Linked DNA regions of Acanthopagrus latus: region 1 is linked to region 2. A link is a contact called in public Hi-C data. All regions are on one chromosome and are shown on one strand. The core of a region is the stretch at or near the end of the contact, and the rest is flanking DNA. Distances in the headings are between cores, read along the strand shown.

Evidence for each region. Hi-C and Micro-C count contacts between places; a contact is called where the count stands out from the background.
Region 1: a Hi-C map of muscle shows a contact between it and region 2, with 3 times the contacts expected there. The contact joins the promoter of inhbb here to the promoter of LOC119025851 in region 2. A contact is called at or near these places in 2 of 4 Hi-C or Micro-C datasets (both in muscle).

The regions. Positions count from the first base shown.
Region 1 is chr9:27,636,178-27,638,877 of fAcaLat1.1, reverse strand. inhbb (inhibin beta B chain) reads left to right here and starts at 1,324. Exons shown (of 2, transcript XM_037108892.1): 1 at 1,324-2,700. si:dkey-3d4.3 (host cell factor 2) reads left to right here. Exons shown (of 9, transcript XM_037108891.1): 9 at 1-1,174. The coding sequence ends at 576. The region is part of intron 3 of LOC119025392 (a long non-coding RNA gene); the gene reads right to left.
Region 2 is chr9:27,428,451-27,431,150 of fAcaLat1.1, reverse strand. It overlaps LOC119025851 (sterile alpha motif domain-containing protein 9-like), which reads right to left and starts at 1,390. Exons shown (of 5, transcript XM_037109858.1): 1 at 969-1,390. The region is part of intron 1 of LOC119025855 (a long non-coding RNA gene); the gene reads left to right.

The DNA of each region.
Region 1 (2,700 bases), core at 75-2,574, 210 kb before region 2:
CTGTTTGGGGGAGGTGAGAGCCAGAACTCTCCCAAGAGCTGCCTGTGGAGGTACAACTTCAGCACTCAGACCTGGGCGCAGGTAGCTACACTCCCAGGCTCCAACGCCCCCGACAAGATCCACCACTGCTGCACCGGGCTGGGCCCCAGCTACAAGTCCAACAGCAGCAGCCCCTATTCCAGCTCAGGACTCCAACCCAGGCTGCTGGATGGGAGAGTAAGGCCTTTCAAGAACAAGTGCTTCCCTGCCCCGCTCAGTTTTCTGGGATCTGAGGGAGCTATAGAGCTGGAGACTTTCAGCCCGGACCGATGCTACGGCAGCAAAACACTCACACAGTCCTCAGAACTGGTCAACAGCAAAGAGGGGCTGCTGGAAAAAGACTCGCTGCAGATCGGAAACTGTTTGACCTTTGAGAACAAGGCTTTCAGGAGTAAGTGCACAGATGAGGACCTGCTGGACGAGGAGGATGGAAATATGGCCCAGCATCTACCCGATCTGCTGCTGGTGCTGGGGGGAAGACCTTGCACCGGACTCAGCCCGATCTCCATGTGGCAGATGACTCTGACTGACTCCTAACAGCCCGGAACAACAGACGTTACCAACAACAGTGTTACATTATCACTTCATCTTTGTTAAATGTATGTTTGAAGAGTTTACTGACGTTTTGTAAAGAAAATAATCTAAAATATTTTTGTATTACTGTTTTTTTTTTTTTGTTGGTAGTTCTTATGATGTAAAATGATTTATTACACATTTGATTTTTGCAGAAATAAATGTTCAGAAAATGTTTTGACATCTACAACTGAACCTGCTCCTTCACAACATCCTGGATTCTGTTACTGCCGGACACTTTGGTCTGAATTTGTGCTGAAAGTCTGAAATATTTCTGCCCCACATGTTACCACACCTACTTTAATTTACTACAACACTGAGATGATTAACTTACACACTTAACCCTTGAGGAAAAATGTTTTAAATGTTTTTTACATGCATTTATTTATTCATTCCCCCCCACAACATTTTTTTTTTCACTTTTTATTTTTTATATATATTTTTTGAAAAATTATCACAAAAAATATTATGAAAAGATCTTTTGAAAAAGAATATTTGAAAAAGTTGTTTCACTTGAAAATTAGTATTTTTTACTCAGTTTAAATAAAGAACAAGAAAATGATTTAGAATTTTTTTTTCTTTCGATAAACCTTTGTTTTCTCTTGGATATGCACATAAAATACATAATTTTCTCTTGAAGAAAAAATAATTTCACTTTTTTTTTTAAATAATGTATTTTTTTACCCATCCTAGGGAGAAAAAAAAATATCGAGACCTGCTAGAAACTTTTTTTTTTCATGTATCGAGCCAAGTGAAAACATTTTTTCATGTATCAAGACTAACATTTTCATTGTGTTTCTGAAAAAAATTGGCAACTTTCTTTCTGAAAATGTCAATAAACGTTATCAAATTTACTGTATTCATTTTCATCAGTTGCTGCAGAAATAAAATGAATGTGATTTAATGGTTGATTGATGATTAAAAGAAAACATTTCTGTAATATTCTCATTATGTTTCTGGAAAAAGTCAACCACTTTTTTCGGAAAAAAGTCAAAAACATTCTTTCGTAACAAAAAAAAAGACAACTTTTTGGAATGAGCCGACAGCATTTTTTGAAGAAAAAAAGTTTCTGAAATGTGAATTTTTTTCAGTGTTAGTAATTAGTACAAGATATCATATGAATGTGATTTAATGGTTGATTGATTATTAAATGAAAACATTTCTGTAAAGTTGTCATTGTGTTTCTGGAAAAATCAACAACTTTTTCAGAAAAAGTCGAAACATTTTGGGGGGGAAAAAATTACTTTTTTTTAAAGATCTGTAAAAAGATTTTTTTTTTCACTTGGTTTCATAGATGAAAAACCAAAAACCTCTTTTTTTCACTCTTCCTGTAGAATTCTCAGGTCATAAACACAAGAGCAAAACAATTTAGATTAGACTTAGAAAACAGATCACCAGGAAAAAAAACAAACAAAAACAAACAAACAAAAAACTTCTGTATGTTTCCCTCACAGGTAGACAGAAATATTTGGGATCTTTGGAAACTTTAGGATCTCTGCTAGGAAAGTAAACTAATCAGCTGTGACGCAGCCGCCTCTCCTCTCTAATCCATCACTTCACTCGGCCTGTTTACCTACATTACTGCTGCCACGCTCACACACACCTGCTCTGAAAACTACAAGTACTTTTACTCGTACGTCAGAACGTTTTAGTGTGTTTTTCCCCTAAAAAATTACTCACACCGATTCAGTGATTATTAAAATACTTGCCGGTTAATTTAAGTGTTGATAACTACTTGGTTCACTGTTGCAGCTGTATATCTGACAGCCAGAGCTGAGCTGACGTTCAGTCGGAATCTAAATGATTCGATTCATCACAGTTGAGACTTTAACCAATTAAAAACGTCTTAGTGGACACAAATACCTCGGAGAGTTTCTGACAGGAACAGAAAACAGATACTTGTTTTTCAAATATATCCAATTAAAACACAAAATATAAGCGTGTTAAACATTTTACTTAAAATGTGCGTTCTTATCCAGGTTTCTAATCATCTGCTGCAGCTGTAGAATGTTTTATAATATGTTTGATAATCGTCTCTTTCTTTCTTTCTTTCTTTCTTTCTTTCTTTCTTTCTTTCTTTCTTTCTGT
Region 2 (2,700 bases), core at 141-2,640:
ACATATTAAAATGCCTGAGCACATAAACAAGATATCGAACCTCAATACTTCCACCAACCATCAAATCAAAGCAAATTGTTTTAGCAAACATTTAGACTTGTTAGTCTTTTTGTATCTGATACGAGTAAATTACAAATGAGAAAATCCTATTCTCACAACTCATCAGTGACCATTGGACCAATCAAACCAGTATGGTTAGCCTCGTCTAACCTTCTGCCAGTACTGTCTGTGCCACAACTGTGGAACAAAGCCCTCCCTATAACTAGTTTTATACTCTAGCCTTGATGGCACCATAAATACTGAGGTACGTCTATGCTTTGCTTGTTATCACAAACTATATGTCAGCCAAGAGAGACGCTTAATTGTCTCACTGATATACAGTATTATCCTACTGTATAGTTTTTTTTTCTTTCTCTTCTTAGTATTTGTAGTAGTTTCTATGATCTGACATGCTGAATTTACTATACATGTATGGATGAATGCAATTGAAACATTACTACAGTTTCACAACACTTCCCCAAACTGCAATTATATTTCCCATTGAATCTGTTTTAGAGTGAACCAGACTCTTGGACATATGAGGAAATCATCAGTGTGGTTCCTGAATGTGGTTTAATAAAACCAGGAAGAAGCTGCTCAGAACTGTCAAAACTGTTCAATTCACAATTCCATCATATTGAAGCAAACAGAACTATCAGAATGTGACTTTATATTTGATTAACAGCTCTTTTAATTGCTATAGATGTGCTAAGAATCAATGTTATGTTAGAATGGAACAATAAGTTATCTCTCACACAAACTGAAATCCTAAAGTAAGGTGTAAGACAATAACCAAACTGGAGGATGTGAGTGAAGCATTAAATGTTTTTTCATTTTAAATAACTTAGATTGTTCATTTTGTGATAAATTCATTTCCATCAACCAGTGCTCATTAAAGAAAAATTACAGGCTAGATAATACACACTTACCCCCTCTGGACAATTTCATCGAGACTCAGTGCTGCCAGCTGTCCTCCATGATGTTCAAGGCTCAGGTGTTCCAACAGGGATGATGTGACTGAACTTTCCAGGAGACAACTTTATGTGCTTGTTTGCAGAGAGGAGAGAGAAATCTGTTCTGTGACGGTGCTATGCGGAAGCTAGTAACTCCCTCAGTGGGCTGTCTATTCACAGGAAACGAAACCTAAGCAATGCTTTGTGTGTGTGTGTGTGTGTGTGTGTGTGTGTGTGTGTGTGTGTGTGTGTGTGTGTGTGTTGGTTGCTTTGTTTAAAAGAAACAATACCAGAGATGGCTGCCTTGTGGCTGAAGTCAGTGGGTATGACAGGGAACGATGATGACTAGCCTGTAATGTTCCAGGTACATCAGTCACATCACTTCGAGCTGCTGGGAGGAAATCTTCTTTACTGAATTGGTGTTCAGCTTTAATGCACTAAATGAGTAACATTCGCTGAATACTTTATGCTTCTTCCTTGCTTCAGCCAACCAACCCAATATATCACAGTATTACAGAAAGGTAGCAGTTATTTTGTGTAGTTCCATTCTCATTCGTTTTGTCAACATCCTGCTACTAATTAACATTCAGAAAATGTGTGAATAGATTCTGAATCGTGCAGACATTTGGGAGGGCCCAGCTATTTCCATGAGAGTGCTTGAGTGCAAAACTTTATCAGTGGCAAATTGGAAGGAAGGGAAAATTAAGATTTATAGCAGACCACACCTCGAGCTATTGCTCTCTGAACCTTGAATTTATGAGATACTGAGGTAGAGTGTCTGAGATGAACAGGACAACAGACTGCTTGATTGTTTACAGCTTTTACACAAGCTTTAGTTTTGGCCATAATTCTTTTAGAGTCACTGTTACAACAGGCACTTTCATATACTGTACCTGAACACAAAAGAAAACAGTTAAAATACTTTATTTTGAGCAAAATATAATCATCATACAGCCACAGCAGTCAAAATAATGTTCCAAACTTCACTTGTACTTAAATACTATAACTAATAGTTGTTTGCATCTTGTGTTACCATGGTTACAAGCCTGCTCGTGCATGGCAGGGCTACAGGGCTGCAGACAGGAAGAAGGACAGACCTGGGCACTGTGATCATTCAGATATTCTGGCTAAGTCCTCTTTTTTCTCAAAACTCCAGACTGCAGCTTTAAGTAACAGATCAGAGTACTTCTCCTGCAACTGCAGTTTTCTAATCTTCCCAGATCAGGCTCACTAAGGCCTTCACTGGTGAAATAGTATGAATATACTTACGCAACTTTGTAAAATCACAGGCAATTCTACTGCTTCTAGATTTTACCATACATGGTTCTGCATTGCATGAATATTGTGTCCTGTGATGTAGATAATGGCATCAAATGAGATCTTATGCGACTTAAAGAGAAGATGTTTATGATTTTTTTGGTATCTGTGTGGTGTCTCTCTTCAAATCTAGACAAACAATCTCCTATAGATATTTGTCACTTGTTGAGCCAATGTCAGTGTAGCACAAACTGTTGAGAACCTGCAGGGTTGTGTGTGTGCAAGTCCTGGAGGGAAGGGGAAAATCATTGAATTGTTTGAAAAGTTCAAATCTCAGATGGTAATGTGAGTCACTCTGTCATCAAGGGAGGTGGAGTTCTTCTATTTGGTGATACTGCAGCTTTCTATCACCTGCCACTAGGCTGCACCAAAAATGTATTTTCACTTCCGC